Linked DNA regions of Hordeum vulgare: region 2 is linked to region 1. Evidence: chromatin contacts called from public Hi-C data. All regions are on one chromosome and are shown on one strand. The core of a region is the stretch at or near the end of the contact, and the rest is flanking DNA. Distances in the headings are between cores, read along the strand shown. Region 1 holds the start of LOC123412894 (amino acid permease 1-like). Region 2 holds the start of LOC123412133 (amino acid permease 3-like).

Region 1 (7,280 bases), core at 3,893-6,392:
AGAGGAGACGTTCTCGTTGACGCCGAGACGCCTACGGTGACTTCGTAAATCTTAAGATGACATGCCGGCTTGGTCTCTCGAATGTGCTCATAAGGGTATGGTGCGAGTGTGTGTTCTTAAGGATGAATGTATGCGCGTGTATATAAACGCTTGCGTCTGTATTATGTTAAAAAAAGGTATGGTTAGTGCAGCGTCCCTCGCTCGGAGGGGGAGGTCACTGGTTTGATTCACTGGATGTGCATAGTTTTTTGCGTTTTAAGAAAACATAACAGAAGGAGAGTTGGACCGGCCCAGCGCAGAGGAACTTGAGGCGCCCGTTTGCAAACGGGCGCTGAAGCGCCAAATAGGATCCACCCATTTTGTTTCTGCTCATATGAGACAGGTACAGATTTGCATACCAGTCACTATCATTGTTCATCGCAACACAATTCTACCACAAAGTGACCTTTACCAGCAATAACAGTACTACAATAAACCCACTGTAAACAGTCTGAAATCTCTCCACGGAGCACCATATCCACTACCATTACCACCACGATCGAACTGCATCCTACTGTCTACGATCGAACCGCTCCTTACTCTAATCCATCTCATCGCATGCCGGTGAGATAGCGCTGCTGCATCATTCACTCAAAGGCGGAAAAAGAGCAGGCAGATAGATACCACACGGCTGAAGTTATTCCCCATTCAATCCTGAACTACAACAAGGCGAGAAAGAGACCAACACAGTACGGGACAGCGACAGACAGACAGGAGCATGCATCTCTTTCCGCTATTAGCTCCGTCGCTCACGACTTGGTCTTGAACGGCGTGTAGGTCTTGAGCGAGTCATGGACGCCCTGGATGGACGCGGCGCAGGCGGCGACGGTGACGAGGAAGCAGACGAAGCTGAGGCTCTGCAGCGCCATCCACTTGGTGCCGAACCGCGGGATCTGCCGCTGCCGGATGTACATCTCCACGGGGAAGAAGACGGTGAGCGGCCAGAAGGCGATGCTGCCCAGGAACCCCAGGATGCTGTTGAAGAAGGGCATCAGCATGGCCAGCAGCGTGATGAGCGCCACGAACGCCGTCCGCCACACCAGCCGGAACACCATCGCGTGCTCCCGGCCCAGCGCCGGGTACCTCCGCGCCGCTCCGCCCTCCACCGCCGCGAACAGCGGCTGGCAGAACACCTGGAACCCGCCCACCAGGTGGACCACGATGCACACGTTGGCGAAGTCCACCAGCCAGTAGGGCTCGTAGAAGCCGAACCCCGTCAGGATGTTGCCGCTGGCGTCGTTGCCGAACGCCGAGTAGCCCAGGCAGCCGCACAGCATGTAGAAGGCCGTCGTCGTCGAGATGCCCATCAGCGTCGCCTTCCGCATCGTCTTGTTCTCGCCGGGAGGTGACCGCAGCGTGTCCTGCGCGCACATCATCGTTTGTTCGCCAGCAACTTAATTAGTCATCACTCTCAATTCATCATCACCTGCTCTGCTCGAGAGACTCGAGTTATATATATATATGTACGTACCTGGATCTCGATGAGGATGATGGAGTAGGAGTAGGCGAAGGCGACGTTGCCGAGGGCCTGGAACGTCATCCAGACCTTCTGCGAGGAGTCGACGTCCACCCCGACCTCCGTGCCGGTTAGTGACGTCCTCCCCGTGGGCGACGTGATGGTCTGCGTCAGCGAGAGGCCGACGGCGATGGTGGCGTAGGAGAAGGACATGATGGCGGCGACGATGGAGATCCACGAGAGCTTGTGGAAGTTGGGCACCTGGCAGAAGATGACCTGCACCACCCCGAAGGCGATGATGTAGGTGCTCAGGTACTGGCTGCAGTCCGCCTTGTGCCCGTGCCGGTGATAGCAGTTGGACTTTTTGATAGCGCTGCATGCATGCAAAAACACTCAGTCACACGTTGTTACTGCTACTACTATGATCGATCGACCGTGCATATGTCCAGGTTGTGGAATGAAAATTCGACGGAGCTTACGCGGCGCTGATAGAGGCGGTGATGGTGTAGCCAATGCCGGTGCCGAACATGTTGACGTACTGGCAGAATCCGCAGAACCAGACGTGCCATCCGCCTGCATACAAGACACACACACACACCATCATCTTCAGCTTGCAACGTTCTCATTTTTCAGGCGGAAAAAGCTTGCAATGTGATGAGCACCGAGTACGTACCGAGGTAGGACTGGACGGCCTCAGTGTAGGTGTAGTTGCGCTTGCCGGAGACGGGGTCGCCGACGCGGTAGCAGTCGGCAAGGAGGCCGCAGGTGTAGAAGGTGATGATGGCGAAGAGCACCAGGGAGAGCGGCCCGGCCACCCACCCCAGCTGCGCCATGGCCCAGGCCAGCGACAGCACGCCGGACCCGATCACCGCCGTTATGATGTGCGCCGCCGCCGTCCATACCGTCCCTGGTGGTGCACAACACAAAACATGCAACAATAATGAGCTGCGAAATCCGTCAAACCATGGACCCATGCATATGCAGACGAAAATGTCGCTGCCGTTGACGCGTACAGCAAACCGATGCTAGTGAACCAAGGTAAGGAGATAAGGAGCTTTCGGCGATGGCCATGCAGAAAGCAGAGTTGGCAACATATTCTCGCTCGGTGGCGCTAGCATCTACAGGGAAAGAAAGCTACGGGAAACCATCAGGAAAATATCGGACGCATGGCGCCGACGCTGGATTTGGCAACATTCATTCAATTCAAGGGGCGTTCTACCTCGGTGGCCTACGCCACTGCTGCCATGGCAGCCGTTCTTTTCTCGGTGGCCTCTTTGACCTGTGCACATCGATCTCATCGGGGCGCGTCTAGGAAGAGGTGCCGGTTTTATGGAGGGAACCCCAACTGGTTGGACCGCTGCTGGGGTGCTACCTTGGTAGGGGAAAGATACTACCACCGTGCTAGCTAGTGACGAAATATCTCGAATCAACTTGTCTTCCTGAAAGCCAAAGCCTCCCAAAACCTCCACACTGCTCACCACACACAAAACCATGTGTGGCCATGTAATCGCTGTTCTGTGCTACTCTATTCTTGATTAATGCATGAGGCAAATCTTTTGCCTCCGTTTCAAAAAAAGAAAGAAAAAGATAACGAGGTTTAAGACCAAGACTCTAATACGAAGAGTGTCTGAACTTGTTTGTAATTTATGATACTTCTGAAATTAATTTTACCCTTTCTATATGTTTGAAAAAAAACTAATGCTCAGTATCCAGGAATATGTTCGAAAAAAAGTTCATTGTAGTATAATCCATTTTGATCGAAGCATTTAACTCAACATGGAACCAAAACCAAAGGTTGATTGGCGCAACAAACATACAAAAGATTCCATGTTTAGCTCGAATAATAGTCATTGAATAGCTTTATGGCCCACCTTATCCTATTGGTTTGAGTTTTTGGAAGCACTTGACACTGCTCTAAAGAATGTTCGGCAATAGCGAATGAATGGGGCTTTCTATGGCTGTGGATTGTCCAACGTAAGTCGGTTTGAGTTGCAGTGGCTGACATGTAGGCCCGTGAACAAGCTGGTCCATAGGTGAACGACCCAAACTAATATGCGTCCGTTTTCTACACTACTTCCTTCGTTCCATAACATAGGAACGTTTTTGACACTGGTGTAATGTCAAAAACGCTGCTATAGTATGGAACGGAGGGAGTAGGATTGAAATACCAGTCCGTCAGAAAAATACATTACTATTTATTTTCTGTTAGATATTTACGTATTACTCCTATATTTGTTTTTTACGTATCACATCTGTTGACGAAACATAATGTGACTACCAAACTTCAAACTCCACGACTGTTGACGAAACATAATGTGACTACCAAACTTCAAACTCCACGACTCGACAAACGCTGCGTTTATAATGCGTGCGCTCGTGCACCTACGTGGTATGCTCTGTACTTTTGGTGTTCCTAGAATTTGTGGATATGCATGATGAATCATTTGCCCACTTAAACTAGGACGAATGAATTGTTGTGTTCCCAGAATGCAAAGGTTCTATATATATCGTTCACGGATATAAAGCATGAAATCATTAACTCGCTCCGCAAAACAAATATAGAAACTAGTTAGACGCGCAAAAAAAGGAAACACGGATTTACTGTAACGTCTGCAAGGCAGCAAGGGCCAACCGATGGATTGCCAACCCAGCGCTATAATAACTCAAAGATTGGAAACTGGATACCAGATGAATCCGGCTGGAATCTGCATGCCGATCGAATAGCCATAAATGGGAACCCTGGTAGCTGTAGTAGTACTACTAGGTTTACAAAAACGGCCGCGGAGATTCCAGGGCGGTAATTAATGGTTTACAAAAACGGCCGCGTGCATACGCCCTCTGGCAAGCAGCCCGCGGTGGAAACTGGAAAGCAATCAATTTATTTTTGATAGCCCGCCGTGAGAGAGATGCAGGGAGCTTCGGCGGCAAGCATCGATCCAAACAACGTTGGCCTATGCGCCACGGGCGGCCGGCGATGGCACTACTAGGATCCATGCGCATGCAATTGTACGTATACGTCGGGAGTTAATTCCGTGGGAATTCGGGTAGGGCATTAATGGCGTATACGCCGTCTAGCTCTACGTGGCCTCTCTCGACGCGCTTGCTCTCCGTCCCCGGTTCACGAAGCGCGCGCGTGACGGCCTCGGTTTCCCCTTCCTTTCCTTTCCTTCATTCGTTCGATTTAGGAATGATGTAAGAAACCCAACCACCATCCGTCCGCCGGCCGGACGGCCGGAGAACGGATCGATCGATCTACGTACGGAGAGGCGAATTGCTGAGCAGGAATGGTGGATGGATGGATGGATGGGTCGTGCGTATATACCTGTCCTCCTCTCCCTGCCGTCGTCGTCGACGTCGCCCTCGCTGCGCGGGAGGTAGGCCTGGCGGCCGCCGTCGACTTCCATGGCTCCGCGCCTCTCCCTTGCCGCCGCCTCCCTCCGCGTCGATCTCCTCCTCGGCCTCGGTCCTGGCCTCTCTCTTTCTCTCTCTCTCTCTCTGTGTACAAGAGTGATCTGTATGTACGTTGTGCGTGTGTGGGTTATGCGGTGCGGGAGTGATAGAGAGAGATAATTGTTTGCGGTTCCCTCTCCCCCCTTGCAGCTTTGCTCCTCCGGTGGTGGAAGGAAGGAGAAGTGGTGGTGGTGTGGTCAGGAGAGGGAATAGGAGAGGCCAATGAATTGCCGTATATATAGGCGCGGAGCGGGGGCCGGCGAGCTAGCTCTCAACTGGGTGCCACCCCCGGCCCCGCCTCGCCTTGCTATACGTGGAAAGAAACGCCCGGTGTAAACGGTGACTCGCGCCGGACAGGATAAGTTGACGCCCATTTTTTCTCTTGTATGTCAAAACTTACAGTCCCATGCCCTGCGCTGCCTGCAATAATCTTATATCTTTCCTAAAAAACAATATATTAATGTTCCAAAGATATCAATTGCACCCAAACTCTATATATCGAGTGCCCGCTCGTTGGCCTCCCTGAAGTGGCTTCTGATCTTCCGCGGTAGACTGGCTTCTAGTTCTTCCGAGTGAAAGGCTTTCGTCGAGTGAAAGGAGAAAGTCTCCGAGTGGATGTTCTACCGAGTGACATGTAGATCAGGCCTATGACCCTATCCTAGGTACATATCCCATCACTAGCCCTCGAATGGGTCGGGCTTCGAGTCAGAAAGGGGTTGATGCAGATTCTGATAAAACACGCAAACTCCGAATGCACTTCAGGGCTTAGCAGAACTGTGCGTCGATTGAAGCCTTTGTCGTTCACCGTGATCGATTCTGTCTTGAAATGCACCCGAGTGAACTTGAACGTGAAAACTGGCCCGAGTGATCAACAAGGTCTCTTGACGCGACGGGTCGCTTCGTCAGGCCCGGATTTCACGGCATTCGAAAATTTGGCACGCGCGTGCCGTGCGGTGATGACGCAACGACCAGGAAAAGTGGGAGAACGATGCCTCGATTATCGCGCCGCCTAAATCGCCACGTATTGCGCTTCCTCTGTTACCGGGATAGACAGAGATCGGGCGGGCCCATAGGTCAGCGACTCACTCGGCTGCTATAAGACGGGACGACACTAGGGTTTGGAGTAGTGTTCCTCCTCAATCCCCTCTTTTTCTCCACCACCTCTGTCTCACGAGCGTCGCTTAGGTCCGTCTCCACCACCGCCGTTGAGGTGACGAAAGGGAAGACAGGGAAGCTCGAGCAGGCCAAGAAAGGAGCTAATCCCAAGAAGCCATCGGGCGCCCGATCTGCGGCGCCGCCGGGGTGGATCCAGGGGGATTTTCTCCCGTTGACCGTCAAGGAGGTGGACATCCTGAATCTTGTGAACGACGGGATGATAGTCGGTTCATGGAGGTTACCGGGGGGAGAAGTCGAGCCAGAGCCGCGCGAAGGTGAGAGAGTTCTCCTCCTCACCCACGTTGAGCGAGGTTTTTCTTTGCCTCCTCACACATTCATCTGTGGATTCTTAAACTTCTTCGGTGCTGAACTCCACAACTTTCCTCCAAATACTATTGCATACCTTTTCACATTCATAATGTTGTGCGAATGCTATTTGGTTTGTTCCTTGCATTAGGGACTTTTCAAACATATCTTCTCCATACGTTCTCAGTCGGTAAAGAAAGCTAATCCTAGTGATAGTAGAACCCATGTCATCCAACTGTGTGGTGGCCTGGAGCTCCAGAAGAGGAGTAAGAGTGCATTTCCGCAAATGATTCTTCCCGAATCTGTCCGAGGCTAGCAGTCAACTTGGTTTTATTGCAAAGACATTGCGGCTCCAAATATGTCGACTGGCCTTCCCCCATTTACTTTGGAGTGACCTACTGCTCCCAGTACGCTAACTGTGTCACAGGAGGAGAAGATCCATGTAGGAATTCTGATTAATGCTTTAGTCAATATGATCTGTGACGGGCGGACTGTGATGGACCTACTTGAGACATTTCTCAGTCGGCGAATGCAGCCTCTCCAAGCAAGAGACCACGCCATGTGGCATTATTCGGGCCCCAAGGACTCCACTCGGTCACAGCCAGAGGAGGTATCTGAAGAGACCATGGCACAGTGGCTCAGAAGCATCACTGGAGCCTGTGACAACCCTTTGGGAGCCAAACGGGTCTTGCCCTTCTCTACTGAGAATCATGCCTCCGAACGTGGTGAGTTATGTCCTTGCCGAATATTTTCATACCTTCGTCGAGTGATTGATCCTCCACTCGTCTGACTTTGCTTCTTGTATCTTGTAGGAGTTGACAAATATGTATTCGCCCGTGCTGAAAGGAGGGCAACTTGACATCGGTGAAGAGAG
Region 2 (7,309 bases), core at 1,513-4,012, 470 kb after region 1:
ATTAATGCATTAAGTTAAGGGATTTCCTTAAGTTAATAAAAAAAATCTAGCATGATCCTTGATTTAGTCTCAAGAAATAAACTAATAAAACCTTAATTAGAACTAGCCTTGAAAAGAGCCCTTAAATGTAAGAGAGTGATTTTTTTATTTGCAACAGAATTGTAAGTTTAAAGTTCAACTCAATTGAACAAGATTTGCTCACAATCACGAGATCTTAAAAGGAGGTAACATGAGTATATCTTTAACCCATGTGTGTCTACATTTCAAAAGGTCTAGCTCCTCAAGATTATCTTGTTAATGTCAAAAGAAAATCCTGACCTTGCCAATAATAATAGAAATGCTTAGGCCCCCTTTGCTTCGCAAGATTCCATGCAAGCAGTAAATATGTAACGGGGGAGGCCGTGGGCCTTCGTTGATTGTGCTACTAGCTATTTGTCTTTTTTTTTCATTGTTCAGCTGCAACGAGGTTGGGCTCACAGCAAATGTCAACACAAGGCCTCATGGATGTCCCTTGACGACGGGCCGAATGATGTGCGTTTGCTTCCCGCCGGCCAACTCCAGTCTCCAGGATATGGAATTGAGACCTTTGTTTCTTCTCATGGCAGGGGGAGAGGATATTGACTTGGGAGTAGCTTTAGCTAGGACAAAGATGATATTATATTATATACTCCGTATATCGAGTCATGGTTTGGTTGCTGTGGCGCGTAGAGGCGCGCGCCGGAAGGTCAGAGACGGCTGCTCATCGATCGCATCGGTGAGCTCATCCGCGCAGACTCCGCGGGCCTCTCGACGACCATACCGTATCTCAGACGAGCTTCTCGAGTCAGACGACAGAAGCAAGCCCATCTTTTTCCCGCTCCTCCTAGTCCTACCCCATGCTTGCCCATAGGAGTAGTATCTGCCCCGTTGAAAATAATCGAAAGGATGTCCGCGCCTCCATGCTCACGACCGGCTTCCAAACGTCATGGGTCAGATTTTGCGTCAAAGTTCATATCGCCTCCATTAACGGTGCTTATCGTGTGTCGTGCAGGTAGTGATATTGTTTCCATCCCCATAAAATTGTCCGATGGAAATGGAATTGGCTGAAAGGGAAACCTGGCCCAGTCGCGTGAGGGAGACAGATTCTGCCGGGTAAGAAACCACCAGCAAGAGTGCCATCCCCGACCCCGAAGAGGGGTTTTCAGACTGGAAATCTGATCGAGTTGGTGAGATTGACGGGTTAGCAGTCAACACACAGGATGAACAATCAGGAGTCAGTCATGACCTCATTCAGTCTGACCGTCTACACCGATGGCCTACCAGCATCTCTTGTCAAAAAGGCTAGCTAGGGCGGATAGTACTAATTTTTCTTCCAACACGTGCAGGCCAAGGAATCTGTAAAGTGGCGGTAACGCACGCGCATGCCACTGCCGGTCAGAGATGCGCGCCGGTAATTCCGTGTGGAGCATCCACGCTACCCAGACGCTGACAACGGCAATCAGCCGACGTTTCTTCACAGTAAACTGTTTTGTAGCTCACTCTGGTTATTTTATTTTTGACGCTAGCTAGTAGTATTACGGTGAAGCATTCTGCTGTTACGGCGACGGAATAGGAGCACAGCTGTTCACCGTGCATAGGAGCAGCGGTAGAATAGTCATCCACGCCACGGTGAACAGGTGTGCCGTTCTCCCTCCGGTCGAGTTTGACCCCGTGACCCCGTTGGACCGATATGCAGCGCCCATGCTTGAGAGTTGAGACCATGTGAGCGCTCGTCTCTGCTTGATGAGCTAATAATTGGTAGAATTCTTTCAAAAAAGAAAAGCTAATAATTGGTAGAAAAATATTGGTGTCGAGACAAATCTAGCTGGGACGTGCACGTCAGATGGCATGCTTGTTATTTTTCTTTCTTCTTCTTCCTCTCTGTCTGATCTCTGATGTGGTGTAGGAGTAGGTCGCAAGCGTACGGTTTTGGAACGAAACCAAAGAAGACCGAGGGAGGCGCGACAACCGTCCAACCCTTGCGAGCAGTAGTAGGACATGCCGGTGACCGTACGTAAACACGTTTGACCGGCCAAGTCCAGCACCCTCCCCATGCGAGCATGATAGTAGTTTAGTTTCTTCCGCCCACCGCGAAAACGAACAAGAAAACAGCTAAACTTTCCGGCATCTCTCCGCCTTCCTCCTTTCGCTGAACACAATCGCGTGCGCGCGGTCCCCCACAGCGGGAGGCAAATCCACACCCGAACTCCGTCGTGCCAACAGCGCGGCACATGCTTCCCAGCTCGGCAGCGGCGACACAACACGACCGTGGCGATATCGCAAGCACAGAAAGGCGGCCGCGGCCGGCCGGCGGCAGGGTTTTGGCGTAATGAAAAGCTAGCCGAGCTCAACCGGACACATGATAAGCGTGCGTGCCCTTGCGCAACTTTGCTGCGACGCGAGTTAAAGGAGGTGATTAGCTGAGCTGAGGATGCTGCTGCTTACCTGTTCGCCGCTGCTTGCCGTCGTCGTCGACGTCGACGTCGCCGCCCTGCCCCGGGGGAGAGGGGTAGTACGCCTCCCCGGCGGCGGCGCCTTTGCTGCCGTTCCGCGCCGCCATCTCCACGTCCTTGGTCATCTCTCCGTCAGCGTTCGTGGTCTCTCCCCTTCCTCTCTCCCCCTTCCTCGCTCCCTCGCCGGGTCTCTGTCTGCGAGGATGGTAGGTGCGGCTGTCCAGAACGAGTGAATGACAATCAGAGAGAAGAGCCGCTCGGTTCAGAGTGGCGTTTCTCCTCCCATCCTGTGCTGGAGTATATATATAGCGGAGGAGGCGAGGGGCACGGCCGTACACGCGCGTCTGCTATCCTAACAATTATTCCCCTTTATCCTTATTTGTTCACATCGTAGGACACTGGAAATGCACGTCCTACGTACGCCTTTCCACGGTCGTTTCGGGGTTCCAACAAAGCTGCCAACTTACGTGGGAGAGGTCAAATGTTGGTGCTTTAGATCGGCTTGGTATATTGGTAGTTTATTGTCTTAAAGGGGGGCATCTTTTTTCCTTCATCCCTTAATTAAGAAACGAGAAAGTTGTCCTCATACGAATAGATCCAACACAAAATCAGCCCCAAACATTTGGGTCACACCAATGAAACCCCGACAACTTGAGCGGATATAAGAACATCTACAAACGGGCATCTCAAAGACCCCAAAACCAATGATTGTCAAGAACCGGGGTGACGGGTAGCCCAAACAAATGATTTTGAGACACCTCGAGAACAAATCCATATCTCGAAACAACAAGATGCAAATTAACTTATCAATTTTCTACAGATGTGTTAGAATCTTCGAGATCATCAGGTGTACGCGCAACTTCTGAGTGATCTTCTGAGCCACTGTGAAAAGCAAAGATCTCATGTTTAAATTATGCACTTGAAATAAATTTTATGTTCAAGCTATATATTTTTGCTACCAACAAATGTTATTATGAGCGATACTCACATTTATGATGAACGTGCATGGATTTACATGGACTTGATAGTTCGAATTTGAGGTGTGTGACTGTCGGAAGCGACATATGAGTGGTTATCATGCCCCGTCCACAGGCCCGCTTGGGCGCTTTTGCGAAAGTATAAGGGGCCGATTTGCCAAGTCTGGTTGTGGATGCTCTAACGATACGTACAAGACACATATGAGCCCACATTTGTAGCCAATACAATTGTATCATGGAAGCACATCTGTCTCCCCTTATCGCTCTTGTCATCGCACTTGCTAGCTTCTTCTTTACGATACCCGATTGAGGATGAGCGCCATACTTCTTGCATTTGTCCCTTGAGCGTCTTTTTCAAGGTACATTCAATCATTTTATCGGTGTTAGCATTCAAGTTAGATATGTATTAGACAAGCTTGATGAGGACCATGTCCCCGAGGTTAGGAATCGATGCAACATCATCACTCTCTATAGACTCCAATGAATGTGTGGCATCAACGTCTAGATCAACGCCCTCCTCATCAGTGGCCACCTGACAAGGCTCCAAAGGAGGTGAAGCGGGCGCCCAAGCAACGTCTGAGGCACAAGTGAGTCCACCTTCTTGGTGTAGTTGTTGTCAACCACATGCATCAATATCTCAGACGCAACAATATCATCAACTATAGATACTACCTCAGGAGCCACCATTTTTTCAGATGGTAGAGGTGAATCATCTTTAGCACACGAGACGATAGGTGAGTCAACCTATGCTCTGACACGGGCGAAGCAGGGCTCAAACATAGCTCTCAAAGTTTAACTAGGACATCCTATACTCTCACCCCTAGCATTTCCTCTCCAATCCCACACTACTATCTCGCCTTGCACAATCTGTTGGGTAACGTAGCATAAATTCAAAATTTTCCTACGCCATATTCAGATCTTCCTATGGAGAGACCAGCAACGAGAGAGGGGAGAGTGCATCTTCATGCCTTTGAAGGTCTCTAAGCGGAAGCGTTGCTAGAACGCGGTTGATGAAGTCGTACTCGCGGCGACTCAGATTGCGGTGTGATTCCGATCTAGTGCCGAAACACGGCACCTCCGCGTTCAACACACGTGTAGCCCGGTGACGTCTCCCCCAGCTAGATCCAGCAAGGAGGAGGGAGAGGTTGGGGAAGATCTCCGGCAGCACGATGGCGTGGTGTCGACAGAGAGACGAGGTGTCCCGACAGGGCTTCGCCAAGCACCGTGGGAGAGGAGGAAGAAGAAGAGCAAGGCTGCGCCGAGAGAGATGGAAAAACTGTATCCTCAAAGGCCAAAACCCCCTGCTATATATAGGGGAAATGGAGGGTGGCGCCCCCTTTAGGGTTTCCCACCCTAAAGGGGGGCGGCAGCCCTAGATGGGAAAGGGGGGTGGCGGCCAGGAGGGGGAGAGGGGGGTGGCGCACCCCTGGTGGGCCTTAGGCCTACCAGACTTAGGGTTTTCCCCCCTTTCCCTCTCTAGGCGCCTTGGGCCCCTGGTGGGAGGCGCACCAGGCCACTCTGGGCTGGTTCCCTTCCACCTTTTGGCCCATGTCACCTTTTGGGGCTGGTGGCCCCTCCCGGTGGACCTCCGGAACCCTTTCCGGTGGTCCCGGTACGCTATCGGTGACGCCTGAAACATTTCCGGCGTCCAAACCCGTCCAACCTATATATCAATCTTTACCTCCGGACCACTCCGGAGCTCCTCGTGACGTCAGGGATCTCATGCGGGACTCCGAACAACCTTCGGTAACCTCGTATAACAATTTCCTATAACCCTAGCGTCATCAAACCTTAAGTGTGTAGACCCTACGGGTTTGGGAATCATGCAGACATGACCGAGACACTCTCCGGCCAATAACCATCGACGTTCCCCATCACAGCGGGATCTGGATACCCATGGTGGCTCCCACAGTTTCCACGATGATCTCATCGGATGAACCACTATATGAAGGATTCAATCAATCTCGTATACAATTCCCTTTGTCTCTCGGTATAGAACTTGCCCGAGATTCGATCGTCGGTATACCTATACCTTGTTCAATCTCGTTACCGGTAAGTCTCTTTCCTTGTTCTGTAGCACATCATCCTGTGACTAACTACTTAGTCACACCGAGCTCATTATGATGATGTTCTACCGAGTGGGCCCTGAGATACCTCTCCGTCACACGGAGTGAGAAATCCCGATCTTGATTCGTACCAACCCAACAGACACTTCCGGAGATACCCGTAGTGCACCTTTATAGTCACCCAGTTACGTTGTGACGTTTGATACACCCAAATCACTCCTACGGTATCCGGGAGTTTCACAATATCACGGTCGAAGGAAAAGACACTTGACATTAGAAAAGCTTTAGCATACGAACAACACGATCTAGTGTTATGCTTAGGATTGGGTCCTGTCCATCACATCATTCTCCCAATGATGTGATCCCATTATCATGACATCTAATGTCCATGATCAGGAAACCATGATCATCTATTGATCAACGAGCTAGCCAACTAGATGCTTGCTAGGGACACGTTGTGATCTATTTATTCACACATGTATTACTGTTTCCTGTTAATACAATTATAGCATGAACAATAGACGATTATCGTGAACAAGGAAATATGATAATAACCATTTTATTATTGCCTCTGGGACATATTTCCAACACAATCATGCTTGTCGCCAAGGTATGCAAGATGAATATGATGCACTTCTTCATATGTCACGTGGACTCTCATGCTTTCACCTCCTAGAGCCAACATTGTCAATGGAAAATTGATTTTTCGCTACAAATATTAATTTGATGCCTCTTTGGCCCATCGTAAAGCATGTTTGGTTGTCCGTGGCTTCACACAACACCTAGTGTTGACTTTTATGAGACATTTAGCCTAGTTATCAAGCCAGTAACTATACGCACTCTCCTCTCCCTCGCCCTATCCAAATCCTGGTTTATCCATCAACTTGACGTTAAAAATGCATTTCTACACGACAATGTTGACGAACAAGCATATACTCCCTTCATCCTAAAATAAATGTCATTAATCTGATGCAAAATTTATACTAATTTAGTATTAAATGTGCGGCATTTATTTTGGAACGGATGGAATAGTCAACAACCTTCTGGATTCATTGATGCCCGTTCTCCTAAACTTGTATGAAGTCTACAAAATTCGTTTTGTGGTCTTAAAGAAGATCTACGTGCATGGTTTCAACGCTTTGTCAGCTTTGTTGAATCTAAGTGTGATGCCCCTCTCTTTGTTTTTCATCACGGTGACCACACTGCATATTTACTTCTACGTCGATGATCACTACTAGCACCGAATTCTCTATGAAAGACCTTGGTCTTCTTCATCGTTTTCTTGGTAAATCTATTACTCCTACTGCTTTCACTTTTCATCTATCACAACGTCAATACATCCTTGATATTCTTTCTTTGTGCTCGCATGGGTGATTGTAATCCTGCTTCTACTTGTATTGACACTAAACTCAAACTCTTCACCACTAAGGTTCTTCAATTGCTGATCCTTTTTAATATCGTAGTCTTGCTAGCGCTCTACAATATCACTCCCACATACCATAAATCTCTTGTGTCGTGCAATAGGTATGCCTTCAAATGCATGATCCACCCGAGCCTCATTTTCTTCTTATCAAGCATATTCTTCACTATCTCAAAGGTACACGTCTCGGTCTTACAGTTTAGACCTCCTCTAATCATAATTTTGTTGCCTATTTGAATGTTAATTGGGCTGGATATGTCCGGATACCTACCGTTCTACGTCCGGGTTCTATATACTTTTTAGAGATAATTTAATTTCACTGTTGTCACATCAACAACCGACAGCCTCTCGCGCGAGTGTCGAAGTTGAATATTG

What was found. A called contact is a pair of places that touch in the nucleus more often than the background predicts.
Region 2: a Hi-C map of leaf shows a contact between it and region 1, with 5 times the contacts expected there. The contact joins the promoter of LOC123412133 here to the promoter of LOC123412894 in region 1. A contact is called at or near these places in 3 of 6 Hi-C or Micro-C datasets (leaf and seedling).

Annotation. Positions count from the first base shown.
Region 1 is chr7H:516,951,431-516,958,710 of MorexV3_pseudomolecules_assembly, forward strand. LOC123412894 (amino acid permease 1-like) reads right to left here and starts at 5,143. Exons shown (of 5, transcript XM_045105853.1): 1 at 4,818-5,143; 2 at 2,169-2,402; 3 at 1,975-2,068; 4 at 1,511-1,868; 5 at 640-1,400. The coding sequence starts at 4,899. The coding sequence ends at 789.
Region 2 is chr7H:517,419,589-517,426,897 of MorexV3_pseudomolecules_assembly, forward strand. It overlaps LOC123412133 (amino acid permease 3-like), which reads right to left and starts at 2,763. Exons shown (of 5, transcript XM_045105085.1): 1 at 2,464-2,763. The coding sequence starts at 2,596.